Linked DNA regions of Mus musculus: all the other regions are linked to region 3. Evidence: chromatin contacts called from public HiChIP or PLAC-seq and promoter capture Hi-C data. All regions are on one chromosome and are shown on one strand. Each heading gives the region's core, a stretch centred on a gene start, on an enhancer-like site or on the middle of the called end of the contact. The rest is flanking DNA. Distances are from core to core; before and after follow the strand shown. Region 1 holds the start of Qser1 (glutamine and serine rich 1). Region 2 has its middle 15 kb from the start of Prrg4. Region 3 holds the start of Them7 (thioesterase superfamily member 7).

Region 1 (4,477 bases), core at 109-2,608, 410 kb after region 3:
TGAAGGCGCCAGGAGGAAAACATAGTCTCAGAACAAAATCAGTCTCGGAGGGGATGGCAGATCTAATGGCAGGTATTACAGAAGTTTAGATAGTCACCAGAGATAGAGAGTATCAGCTCTATTAGGTCTTCCGTTACGCCTGTCTGATTGGCTTAAACCTTTGTGCTAGTCTTTATCTTGAGAGATCTCTTTGCTAAGCACGTGATAGGTGTTAAGCCAATATTGATTTTTTTTAAAAGGAGAGATAGTCATTAAATCTAAGCTTCACGGTTAGTTTTAACTTTCAACTTATGGATCACAAGCCAAACGATTCATATGATCCCTGAATTTCATTACTCATAAGGAGAAACAGTTCGGGTAGGCACGACCTCAAAGTCATCAAATTACTCACACCACACAGCTTAGAAGTCCGATAAGGCAATGTTTGGGTAGAGTCTTGCAGAGATTAAACATCTTGAGCAGAGAGCCCCAACAAAGTGCATAGTGAGTTCGAATGTATTGTAATTAAAGTCATCCAGATGGTAGTTGGACTAATCAATGATGAGGCGGTATTTATCTTGGGATAGAAGATTCTGAACTCCAGAGTAAGAAAATCCCCAAGGTGGGGGGTGGGGACAGTTAATAAGTGCCCCTGGGAAAGGCCCATTCAGCTAGGGCTGCAAAATTCGTTTGAATTTGAATCAATTTGAATAGAAATCTCCCCCAGGAAGCAGGAACCAGATCCTCTAAGCCCAGCAAACTTTGGGCAGGAAGCGAGTACTGCAAAGCAACAGTCCCTTGTCTGTGGTTTGGGGCGCAGAGAAAGAAATCACAAGCGGGAATCGAGTGTTTGAGTTCCTTCAAAGAACCCGGGAGCGCAGAGTAACGAACTCCAGGCACAGTGCTGGCAAGCCCTCTCCTGTCCGCACCCATGCGGGTGCTCCGGCGCGTAGGCCTTCTCTTCACCGCTAGGGCGTCCACGGAGCAGCCCTCGTCCGGCCCGGCTCCCGAATCCGCAGCCAGCAGCGCGGGGCGCCGAGGGGGGCGGGGCGACGAGCGGGCGGAGGGCGCGGGAGGTGCATCCTGGGAAATCCAACAACATGGGGCGCCCGGGCTGCGGGCGCTGTGGCCGCCTCGCGTCCCGGCCGCAGGCGCCGCCGCTCTCCTGACGTCCGAGCCGAGGCCCGCCCGCCGCAGCCCGGTTCCCCCGCCCAGGCGCCCCCGCCCCCCGGCCGCGCCATGTGAGGGGCAGCTCCCGCCACCGCCTCTTCCTCCCCGCGCCTCCCGCCCGCCCCCGCCGCCTCAGCCCCCGCCATGGACGCGCACTACGCGCCCGCGGGCTTCGCTGAGCCTCCCGCGCCCCCCGCCAGCGCCGCCACGCAGCCCGCTGCCCCCGCCTGGGCCTACGAAGCCCGGGTCCCGGCCGCCGCCTCCAGCCCCAGCTGCAGCGGCAGCAGTCCCAGCCTCAAGGCCAGGTAGAGAGGGTGGGCGCGGGGTCTCACTGGGCCAGGAAAGGCCGCGGATGCGCCGGGGCCTGTGCCCGCCCCTCTCGGGGGCCCAGGCCGGGTGGGGAGCCTTCGAGGCGCCCTTCTTTGCTCCCGGGAGAGGCGGTGGACAACTCCTGGCGGGTGGTCCCGGCTGGGAGGGGGCGCATGGTGCAGGATTCGCTCCTGGGGCGGGTCGGGGCGTGGGGCAGAAAGGGAAGGTTGGGTGGGATGGAGGGGCGCAGTCACCTCTCGGTGCTGGACTCCCACATGGTAAAGTTTAAGCTCCGGGCTGACCTCGGTATCTGGGGAACCGGGACTGACTCCGCGGGGAGGCCTAAAGGGGCGCCGCGGAGTCCTGGGCAGTGACATTCCATTGTATTGGAATCTGGGTGGCCGACAATGTGGTGTTGGGGGCTTCGGCAGTGTGAAGGTGAGGGCGGTGGCAGGGCATGACGAGGAGCGGGGCCGTGTCGCTGACACTGGGGGTCCTGGGATGACTGGGCTGCAAGAGAACCCCCAGGGCGGGACACGAATGCAAAGCAGGGGCTGGGTGACATATGTTTATAGTGATGTAGTGTTCCACGCGTTCAAAGTTGCTTTTGGGTTTCCTCTGCTTTTAACAACGGCAGGAAGTCAAGATTCCCTCTTGGCTTTCAGTGTCTGGGGGTGACTGAGTTTTGGGAAGCGTTGAGGGCTGGTGGTCAAAGAAGGCTCTAGAGGTCGAAGACCCAAAGCATGCTTCTCCGTCTCCACTTCATTGTATAGTGCGGCTCTCCAGCATGGGCAGTAGACCCCAAAATGGGGACTCCTGTTTGCTATTTAAGCTCGCGAGAAATGTGTAGCAGTACTACACTTTGAAATGGTCACATTCGAATGATAACTGGAAGGCGTGGTCTGGCTTTGGGAGCGGGGTACTTTTTAAAAACCGCCTCCCCTAAACAATACTCGATCTAGTAGGTATAGCTTCTGACCCAAGAACAGGGAAATCCTGGCTGGTAATGACTTCATCCTCAGCTACCAACAGGAAGCCTTGTACCTATGTGATCTCACCAGGTTTCTAAACGATTTAAACGACACGAGTGAACTTTTTATTTCACTTTACACATTCTAATTACCTTTGTTTTTATGAAAGTGCCGCATTCATGATTTAGAATAGATGTGTAAAGAATTAACTAGTCTTTGTCTTAGATAGTCTCGGAGTTATTATGAAAGAAAGAAAAATAATAATGCTTCAATAAAAGAGTAATTATAAACCTCAGAAAAATCTTTTGTTTAAAAAGAGCCCGGATTTTTAAAAAGAAAGTGATTTTTCCAGTTTCGAGCTAACTGGAGACGCTGAGGTCTTACAGAAATAGCTATAGTGTCGTGTTATTGTAAATAAAACATTTTGAAGAATTTTTAGGAAGAATATTAGACCCTTCCTTGGTTATTTTTGGTGGTAGTTTATCATTTTACAGAGAACAGTTACATTATCTATATGACTTACAATTTTTTCTCTCCAGAGATCAGCAATGATGGGTAATGCGTAGCATTTCTTATATCTCAAATATTTTTTCTTTTTGGTAAATAACACTGAAATCCTGCCTAGTTATTGTCTGTTATTTGTTTGAGCAGAATACCTCTGAGGCAAAAAGCAAAAGCTGACTGGCCATATTTTCCAAATGTTATCAGTCTAACTCTGAATAACTACCTAAGCATGTTTGAAAACAAGTTTAAAAGATTTTTGTTATTGTTTTGGATGTTGCTGGTCCTTAGATCCACTCCCTAACCCCTTGCTTTAAAACATTTTGGAGGGGTGTGGTCAGCTAAATTATAGCGTAGATAATGCAGGCTTTTCCCCTCCCCCATAAAACCTGCTTTGTTAACATGTTGTGTTAGGATTAGGCCATCTGTACAGGGCTGCTCACACTTCTTAATTGTGCATTACTTTTCTTCAAGCCAGGCAAATGTCCTCTGATTTCAGTTATATCCAAAGTACTATAGCCGGACTGTGCCTTCAGAGTCCTTAAAGATTGGGCATTTCAAAAGCTTAATCATATTTTTACAACATTTAGAAAAGCTGTTTCGTAATTCATGTATCAGTTGAATGTTTTTGTTTCCCTTTTGTGGCAGTTTCTTTGGAAGGTACAAATGAACACTAGCTGTGATGATGTAATACAGATATTTATCCATAAAGAATTAGCCTGTCTGCCACCTTGTTTCCTGTAACTTACTCAGAAACGGACAGATGGTCATGGCATTCACCTGTTACTGACATGGGATCTAACGTTCTACTTTATGTCTTTGCTTGCTCCTAAAATGCATTTTCATCACTTAACAGGAGGTGCCAAGGAAATCATGAGTTTGAAACAGTATTTTCTTTGGTACAGCAGTTCCATCAGATAATAGATTTGTTTCTTTCTTTCTTTCTTTCTTTCTTTGGTTGGTTTTGGTTGGTTGTTTTCTCCCCCCCACCCCCCCTGGACAAGGCTGACCTGGAACTTACTATGTAGATCAGGCTGGCCTCAAACATACAGAACTGCCTACCTCTGACTCCCAAGTGTTGGGATTAAAGATGTACACCATATTTGATTGTTGTAACACTTGGAAAATGATAAGGAGACTTTTTGTTTGTTTCTTTAAAAAGGATTTATGGAGAGGATTTTGGACTCTGAGTGTTTCTAATGTAGCACTTGGTAGTTACTTGTGTAGTTTTGGGCTAGGAACTAACTACTCTTGTACATTTCTAATAGTTTGTGGCACTCAGTTTTGGAAACCAAATGATCATATGCTTTGCTTATTATCATGACCGTTTAGGAGGTTGTTTGAGGGGTGGTGTGTGTGTGTGTGTGTGTGTGTGTGTGTGTGTGTGTGTGTGTTTTCAATATGGATTCTATAAAAGGGAATAAATTGAAGGGATTAAGAAAAAGGCTAAGGTGCTCTTAAATTAGGGAGCTTTATAAATCATGTAAGTGAAAGATAATAAGAGCTTGTATCAGTACAGAATGGAAACAAAGAGAAATGAAGGAATC
Region 2 (4,611 bases), core at 706-3,205, 360 kb after region 3:
TGTCTTTGAATTTGTGACTGTGGTTCTACTTCAACCTCCTAAATGATGGGATTACAGGCATGTGCCACCATATAGCAGACATGGGCCACCACTCCTGACAGGAATAGATAGATCATAGCAGATCATTTTTTAAGGTGTTGTATACACGATTTTAAGTTGTCCTTGGGAAAAGTTGAACCAAAGTATTACTAGCAGAATATTCTATAGGCTTTGACTTTTTTTTTAATTAGGTGTTTTCTTCATTTACATTTCCAATGCTATCCCAAAAGTCCCCCATGCCCTCCCCTCCCCCACTCCCCTACCCACCCACTCCCACTTCTTGGCCCTGACGCATATAAAGTTTACAAGACCAATGGGCCTCTCTTTCCACTAATGGCCGACTAGGTCATCTTCTGATACATATGCAGCTAGAGACACGAGCTCCGGGGGGGGGGGGGGTACTGGTTAGTTCATATTATTGTTCCACCTATAGGGTTGCAGATCCCTTTAGCTCCTTGGGTACTTTCTCTAGCTCCTCCATTGGGGGCCCTGTGATCCATCCAATAGCTGACTGTGAGCATCCACTTATGTGTTTGCTAGGCCCCGGCATAGTCTCAGAAGAGAGAGCTATATCAGGGTCCTTTCAGCAAAATCTTGCTAGTGTATGCAATGGTGTCAGCGTTTGGAGGCTGATTATGGGATGGATCCCCCGGTATGTTTTTTTTTTTTCTTTATTATCTTTCTTTTTTGGTTTGGTTTTTCAAGACAGGGTTTCTTTATGTAGTTCTGGCTGTCCTGGAACTCACTCTGTAGACCAGGCTGGCCTCAAACTCAGAAATCTGCCTTCCTCTGCTTCCCAACTGCTGGGATTAAAGGCATGCACCACCACCGCCTGGCTTTTTTTGCTGTTTTTTTGTTTTGTTTTGTTTTCTGTTTTGGCTTTGACTTTTTCAAAGCCTACTTTATTTAGGGTTCTTATAAGCTTAAACTTCCCTTCTAACCCACTGACCAGAGGTAGTGGAAAAAGAAGGTTAAAAGGAAAAGGGGATCATGGACCTGTTTAATTCTTGGGGGCAATTCCACTCTTCATTGTCAAGATACCAGCAGTCCAGTTCAATAGCAAACACCAAACATGAACCAGTAGCAGAGGCCCCATCCAGCAGAAATCCCGAAGGCTCCACCAAATGAGCACAAGTCAGCAGAACTGGCCAGAACTAGCTGGAATACCACGAGAAGTTCTTCGGTGCATTTCTCTCTGTAAAGTGAAGACCGCCGGAGAAGTGAAACCAGAGAAACATTGCACGGCATCATCACAATGCAAGAGCAAACTCTCACTGTTCATGGGGATCCATTTATACTCTTTCCAAAAATCACACACCCTGCTCTCTCAGGCATCTACTTCAGCAAAACATCATCTCACAAGACAGCTTCCAGAAAAACAACATGTGACACAACTGAGTTCCCAGAGAAATCAGAAATTTCCACTTACATATTCAATATTCATTTCCTCATATTTACATTTTAACCTCTATCAAATTCATGGGGGAAAGTCGCTCCCAGGCTTGAGAGATGGCTCCACAGTTAAGAACATTGACTGCTTTTCCAGAGGTCCTGAGTTCAATTCCCAGCAACCACATGGTGGCTCACAACCATCTGGAATAGGATCTGATGCCCTCTTCTAGTGTGTCTGAAGACAGCTACAGTGTACTCATATACATAAAATAAATAAATACAAATTTTAAAAAAGAATAATTCCCTATTTTCATAGGGCTTTTCTTCAACTGCTAAGTATTGTTTAATATTGCTCTAAATAGCTTTCTTCTCTTGTTTTTAATCTTTCTCTATATCAGTTCATCTAACATGCCCACACCAGTTCTATATCAGGGCTCCTGTGGTTTTATTCCCCTGTTCAGAAAGCTTCACTTTCCTGTCTGGGGACTGAGTGTGAACTCTTTGGCCTATTGTGTAATACAGTGCAGCACAGCCTTCTTGCCCATCTCTGACCTCAGCTTCTACTTTCCTACACTTACTGTAGGGCTCAGTCCAAGTCACAGGATCATTATTATCTTCCAGAGCATGACTCAGAGTTTCTCATCTCTTTGTCATCAGCCAGTGATGAAAAACGCCACCAGCGTGACGTGACTCATGGCCCTTCCCTCACCTATGGCAGACACCTATGCTAATTAATCATCCCATCCTTTCCCCGCTAGCAGGCATACAATGTCTCAGTGTACAGCCATGGACTATTCCTATGATGGAATGGAGTAAGCACTTGAGGTGAAACTAATTTGCCAACTTTCCATGGTCCTTTCACCTAGTTGGCATTCACCCTAGTGCCTCTTCTGGAATTTGTTGATTGAGATTCATTTCAAATGCTCCTGAGAGACCAGATCTTTTGGGTTCAAACTCCAGCTTAGAGAACCTGTCCTAAGGTTGAACTCCAGTTAACCAACAGGCCAGTACCTAGCACCAGTCTCCAGGCTACCCCCAACAAGACCTGTGTCTAGGAGCAGTTTCCAGGTTAACCCCCCAACAAAACCTGCATTTATCACCAGTTTCCAGGTTATTCCCCAACAAATCTGCACCTCCAGGTTACAAGCCTACCCCTGATACTTCACTTCCTAACAACCACCAATCAGGAGGAAAACAGAAGTTAGACTTATGGTTTGGCTCTCAGCACCACCAATTATGTTAAAGGACATAATAGCTGCCCAATCAGATGTGTGCCAGGCTAGATATCCCGCTTCTTGTCTCTATAAATGTTTGCATGAAACTAGGCTCAGGGCTGCACCCTCCCATTCTACTGCGTTAGAGAAGGTGGAGTGGCCCAAGCTTGAGTTTGAGTAAGGAGACCCTAATGCAGTTACACCAGAATTGGTTCCTTGGTGGTCTTTTGGGGTTCACGGATGCTTTGTGGCACAACACTCCCTCCCTTTCATATTCCACTCACCACCTCCAGTTCTCTAAACGCACTACACAGTTCCTGCACTTCTGATGTCACTGTTCCTAAGGAAAAAATGAAAATCGCATTCTGTCTCAGTAAGAATAATTATGTCTCAGGTTCTGGAGCCAGACTACATGAGATTGACTGGATCTGTCATCCATCTGTGAGTTCTTGAACAAGTAGCTTTAATATCTTTGACCATCAGAATCCTCTTCTATACAATGACAGAATGATGACATCTACTACAGAAAGTTGCGAGGATTCCATGAGAAAAAAAATGCAGGTCAAATGCTTACCCAAGTAACACACACACACACACACACACACACACACACACACATACTAAACCTTGAAAAATGTTACATAGAGAGGCAGAGGCAGACAGTTCTCTGTGAGTTCAAAGACCAGGCTAGTTTCCATAACAAGTTTCAGGTCAGCCAGGACTGTATAGTGAAACCTATCTCAAAACATATATACATACATACATACATACATACATACATACATACATACTGTACTGGCTAGTTTTGTGTCAACTTGACACAGGCTGGAGTTATCACAGAGAAAGGACCTTCATTTGGGGAAATAACTCCATGAGATCCAGCTGTAAGTCATTTTCTCAATTAGTGATCAAGGGGGGAATTCCCTTGTGGGTGGTGCCATCTCTGGGCTGGTAGTCCTGGGTTCTATAAGAAAGCAAGCTGAGCAAGGCAGGGGAAGCAAGCCAGTAAGTAAAATCCCTCCATGGCCTCTGCATCAGCTCCTGCTTCCTGACCTGCTTGAGTTCTAGTCCTGACTTCCTTGGTGATGAACAGTAATGTGGAAGCATAAGCCGAATAAACCCTTTCCTCCCCAACTTGCTTCTTGGTCATGATGTTTGTGCAGGAATAGAAGCCCTGAATAAGATACATACATACATACATACATACATACATGCATACATACAGATTTGGAGCTGGGGTTGTTTATGAGTTTGTCTAGGACATACAGACAGGCAGACAGACAGACATATAGATTTGGAGCTGGGGTTGTTTATGAGTATGCCCAGGACCCTAGTTTGGTCCCCAGCACCTGTGTCAATCAGCTCGCAACCACCTGGAGATCTGACACCCTCTTCTGGCCACTGTAAGTACCTGCACACATGTAGTACACACACCCACACATTTAAAAATAAAAACAGGGGCCAGGCATGGTGGCAGACACCTTTAATCCCAGCACTTGGGAAGCAAAAACAGGTGGATCTCCATGAGTTCTAAGCCAGCCTGCTGTACATAGCAAATTCCAGGCCCACCAGAGCTGCATTATAGATGTATCTTGACTCAAAAATAAATAAATAGATAGATAGATAGGTAGATAGATAGATAGATAGATAGATATTAAATAGGGGCTGGAGAGCCGGCATGGTGGCGCACGCCTTTAATCCCAGCACTCGGGAGGCAGAGGCAGGCAGATTTCTGAGTGCGAGGCCAGCCTGGTCTACAAAGTGAGTTCCAGGACAGCCAGGGCTACACAGAGAAACCCTGTCTCAAAAAAACCAAAAAAAAAAAAAACAAAACAAACAAACAAATAAAAAAAAAAAAAACAAAAACAAAATAGGGGCTGGAAAAGTGGCTGTGAGGTTAAGAGCATTAGCTGTTCTTCCACAGGACCTGAGTTCAGTTTCCAGCAGCCATGAATCCAGCACCACA
Region 3 (4,126 bases), core at 737-3,236:
AGGCGTACATGTCCTCTGCCAGCAGCCTTGTAGTCCAGCCCACGAGGAAAAGCCTCAACTTTAACAGCATGTCACTCCCCTAATTATTCCCTGCGCCTGGAATCCAACACAAACAGAACATCTTTCACAAGCAGCTCCCGCTATGCACCAACCTTCGAGCCTCCCGTGAGCAGCAGGATGCAGGAGGTGCTAAAGGGTCAGGGGGCTGATATGGCTGCCTGCCCCCAAGCCTGTGGGAGAGAGAGAGCCCAGCTACTCTCTACTCCAAAGGTCCCAGCCAACAGAAACTGCCCCAAGCCTCAGCTGCCTCCACGCTCCCAGGGTGAAAGCAGAATGTTGTATGCGAGACCCTAAAAAGGCCAAAAGAGAGCAGTCGAGCCTGAGCCAGGTTACACTGCGAACCCTTTACAGGGAGGGTTGAGAAAATTCCAGCCCCAGTAGACAGTGGGGATGCAGTGGGGGGTGATGTTCTCCAAAAGAACAGCAAATAAACTGACCCCTACTCTCCAGAAACCCCCTCCTCTCTCCCTCCCCTTCTCCCCCCCCCCCCCCCCCCCCGTCTCGCGCTCTCTCTCTCTCTCTGAGATAGGCAATAATCAAATGATCTTAATCATTCCAAATGATGCTTTAAACAGTGCTTCGTGCAGTCAGGGAAATGGGTCTGTGAGCTGAGATCTGAATAAGGAGGTAGCAAGGGAGTAAGAGCAAGGGAAAGGCAGAGGAGCAGAAGTACAAGCCCTGGAGGCCGGGGCTTAAACGCTCACTAAGGGATTGGGAAAGATTCTGTGAAGTCTCAAAATTCTAGTATATAGTAGGGTGAGAGTTATTTTCTTAAGATTGTAATGATCAAAGTATTAAGTGGACGTTTCCTCTTGGCTTCAAGCAAGAGCGCAATAGAAATGTATGTGGACGTATAGAGGACTTACATTTCTACATCTCATAGGGCTCCTTTTGAAAGCCTTTCATGTCCCGTCTCCTTTAAACTTTTATGATATAGGCTAAAAGCCTGATAGAATCTTTGACTTCCAGTCAGTTCTGTATTGTGAGATTACTTCCTCAGAACTTTAAGAAGACTTCCTTTCTGTGGGGTTGTAATTTTGACCCCTAGTTTCAAAATTTGAAAAGAAAATGTTAAGTACCTCTAACTGCAACTAGTTACATCTGTGCCTGTGGCTAAGGAGGTGGGGGTACAGGAAGGGTGGTTACTTCTTGTTCTTGGCAGCATGCCTTTTCTGTATGCCTAGAGCTGGAAAGGGGGAATAGATGGTGCATAATTGCACAGTCTCATCTTCAAGTGCCTAACTGCTGCTTAGATCTCAGTTCTAACGCCGCTACAATCTATACTCGGTCTAGGAAGTTGAAAAGTGCACCAGGGTTTTGCAGCCCCTAGCTCTGTGGGTCTGATGCACACGTTGAGTCTCAGTGCAAGTCTCCTTTCAGTGGGCAGAATTTCTTGGTTATGCTTCAGGCCGCTGGCCATATTTCTCCCTAGGCACATATTAAAACCAGGTGCGTGGAAGGCGGGCCTTCAGGGACACAAAAGTCTTCGTGTTACCCAAAGCTCCCCCTTCCAGTGTATTTTCTAGAGGTGATCCCTGAGCTGAATCTGGGAGACGCAGACAGCTACCCTGGCTGGGCTATTCAAGAGCAGGACAAACCGGGGAGACGATTGAGGCGCGGGGTGAATGTGGGGTGAGCTTCTGGACACAAGGGAGAGTGTCCCCTAGTGTGTACACAGTACAAGACCCTAGAGCCACAGCGCTTGCCAGAGCGGAAGACAAAGTGCAGACGGGAAGCCACCGAGCCGAACCTGAACCCCAACTCCAACCCCAACCCCGGCGGGTCATGCGGCATGCGTCCCGGACGCGTGGGGGACGCGGCAGGAACCGGACTCCCTGATGGTCCAAGGCGCAGTGACTCTGCAGAGCCGGGAGCTGCAACGCTTACCGTCAGCTGGCCGCGTGTTGCTTGCGACTCCCGACTCCCGGGGACAGGGGCCGGACCCAGTGAGGTCAGGTTGCAGGTGACGTGGCAGCCTGGGCGGCCTTGCCCTGCCTTCTTCTCAATGGTGGGCTGGGATCTCATTTTTTTCTACTTGGGTCAAAGAGCAAGGTCCTTCTGTGTTTGGTTTTAGTTTTCCCCTAACTTCAGGTTATAAAAGCCTATTCTCAGCTCTATGTGACCTTCTACCCTGATAGCCCTTGTTTTTCTAAAGGAGGCTCATGAATTTCCAGTATCCTCAGTAAAAAGACAGCGGGCCAAAAAGATCAGGAAGCTCCATCGTCAGATTAAATGACAATAGAATTCACCCGAGGGTCTCCAGGTATCTTCTGGACTTGATGCTCTGACCTCTGAATAAAAGCTGTTCTTGGCCTCTATGCCTGTGTCTAGTGAAAAGTAACCAGAGAGAATTTCAGAGTCACGCAACCCTGGTGATCCGGAACAAAACTCAGTCCAAACAAGATTCTCAACCCGTGGTCCATGGAACACCTAAGGCGTTAGGTTTCAACCTAGGAGTCCTCAGAATAGGGTCGGGTCTAAAACCTACCCCAATGCTGGATTAAGGTGGAGGGCACGGAATCCACGTTTCATCACACGTGCTTTGTGAGATTTCACTGTACTTTGAAACTCACTAGACCTGGCCCGAGTTTTGACGTTGAAATGGCGCCTATTTTTCTTTATGGAGTCCTCCCAGAAGCTTCCCAACAATGTAAAAACATCTTTAAAACAAAAGGCATGGAGCGAAACACTGCTAAGTTTGGCTTCGGAATGAATGCGCCTTGTTTCAAAGATCCTTTTATACAAAATTATGCCCAAGCATTATCTCCCCTGTATAATCCCCTAAGCACACCAGCATGGGTACATGGCGGATTATGTGTATACTTTCCACTGCTCTTGTGCTTCCAGTCATTCTGAGCGAGACATCCACTCTCCTGTACATTTTTCTTCTCCTTTCCTCCAGCCTCAGTCTTCAGAGCTTTTTGTTTGTTTGTTTTGTTTTGTTTTGGGGGCGGGGGTTTGGTTTGGTTTGGTTTGGTTTGGTTTGGTTTGGTTTTGGTTTTTCGAGACAGGGTTTCTCTGTGTAGCCCTGGCTGTCCTGGAACTCACTCTGTAGACCAGGCTGGCCTCAAACTCAGAAATCCGCCTGCCTCTGCCTCCTGAGTGCTGGGATTAAAGGCGTGCGCCACCACGCCCGGCTCAGAGCTTTTTTTTTTTAGTGCATTGTGATGTGTGTGCTTACTCCAGGAATTTGGTAACTTCCAAACTACACAGAAAAATCTGGTGAGCTTTTTAAACTAATCCACAAAGAATTCCAGCATCCCCCGGGTACCCTTACAGAATGTTTGGGTCCTGGAACATCTAAGAATTGATGAATTTCTTAAAAATTGTGAAGTGGCAAATATTTTACCATGAGTGTTTCACCAAAACAAAGAAACATGCTGGAGGAGAAGGGATTTCACTACTTGTGAGAGGGAAGCAAGAGAAAGGCAGCCTGGGGCTTGGGAAGAATAAAGCCCAGTTCACCCACCAGGCAGAAGGAATGCGTAGGACAATGGTGAGAGGAGATCCCAGAGGCACCTGTGCTGGACAGCAGCCCTCCCAGATGGATGTGGTGATGGTGACAGTCTGGGAATCATGAGAGCCTAGTGGGTTTGCCTTGAGAAGCTCTGTAGCCAATGGAGAAGGACCACAGAGACAGACGAACAACTACATTTTAAAAAAATCCAAGCAAGTAACCAGAACCTAAGCATGTCGTTACTGGGCAGTCTTAGAGTTGTGATAGGAAGAGCCATCTTGGTCGTCTTTAACACTGCACAGTTTAGCAATGATGATGTCATGGTAGTGGAAATAGTAACTAGTGATCCAACCAAATTTACAACAGAATTACACCAAGAAGGGACATGGGGCACAAAAAGGGTAATGGGAATGAGTATGCTCAAAGAACATTGTGTACATGAATGGAATGTCATAAGAAATCCTGAAGTGAATGATTAATATACGCCAGTAAATTAAAAAGGGGGGCTGGTAAAATGGCTCAGCGGGCAAAGAAAGGTGTTTGTGCAATCCCTGGAACCCAGGACTGAAGGGAGAGCACCAGCTCCTGCAAACGGCCCTCTGCTCTCGG

What was found. Promoter capture Hi-C pulls out the DNA fragments that hold promoters and counts their contacts. HiChIP or PLAC-seq counts read pairs in DNA pulled down with a chosen protein or histone mark.
Region 1: an H3K27ac HiChIP or PLAC-seq map of epiblast stem cells shows a contact between it and region 3, with 3 times the contacts expected there. The contact joins the promoter of Qser1 here to the promoter of Them7 in region 3. A contact is called at or near these places in 15 of 39 promoter capture datasets (the 3T3-L1 cell line, 3T3-L1-derived adipocytes, the SN4741 cell line and 9 more), 1 of 484 Hi-C or Micro-C datasets (nephron progenitors), 15 of 115 datasets of contacts at active chromatin or transcription factors (acute myeloid leukemia, bone marrow-derived macrophages, cardiomyocytes and 9 more) and 1 of 9 other capture datasets (adipose tissue).
Region 2: a promoter capture Hi-C map of liver shows a contact between it and region 3. The contact joins the enhancer-like site here to the promoter of Them7 in region 3. A contact is called at or near these places in 18 of 39 promoter capture datasets (the 3T3-L1 cell line, 3T3-L1-derived adipocytes, the C10 cell line and 12 more), 4 of 484 Hi-C or Micro-C datasets (cerebellum, embryonic stem cells, liver and 1 more), 9 of 115 datasets of contacts at active chromatin or transcription factors (embryonic basal ganglia, embryonic forebrain, embryonic limb bud and 5 more) and 3 of 9 other capture datasets (adipose tissue, embryonic stem cells and pancreatic islet).

What each region holds. Positions count from the first base shown.
Region 1 is chr2:104,813,577-104,818,053 of GRCm38.p6, reverse strand. Qser1 (glutamine and serine rich 1) reads left to right here and starts at 1,358. Exons shown (of 12, transcript NM_001123327.2): 1 at 1,358-1,454. 2310047K21Rik (a long non-coding RNA gene) reads right to left here and starts at 1,132. Exons shown (of 3, transcript XR_003953885.1): 1 at 1-1,132.
Region 2 is chr2:104,862,100-104,866,710 of GRCm38.p6, reverse strand. No RefSeq gene overlaps it. Among named protein-coding and RNA genes, the nearest start is that of Prrg4, 15 kb to the right of the region's middle. Within about 2 kb of position 1,955, at least 41 of the 459 cell types and tissues checked have an H3K27ac peak or open chromatin away from gene starts, as enhancers often do. A contact at or near this core is called in kidney, liver and trophoblast stem cells, where this site is marked.
Region 3 is chr2:105,222,202-105,226,327 of GRCm38.p6, reverse strand. Them7 (thioesterase superfamily member 7) reads right to left here and starts at 1,986. Exons shown (of 4, transcript NM_028747.2): 1 at 1,948-1,986.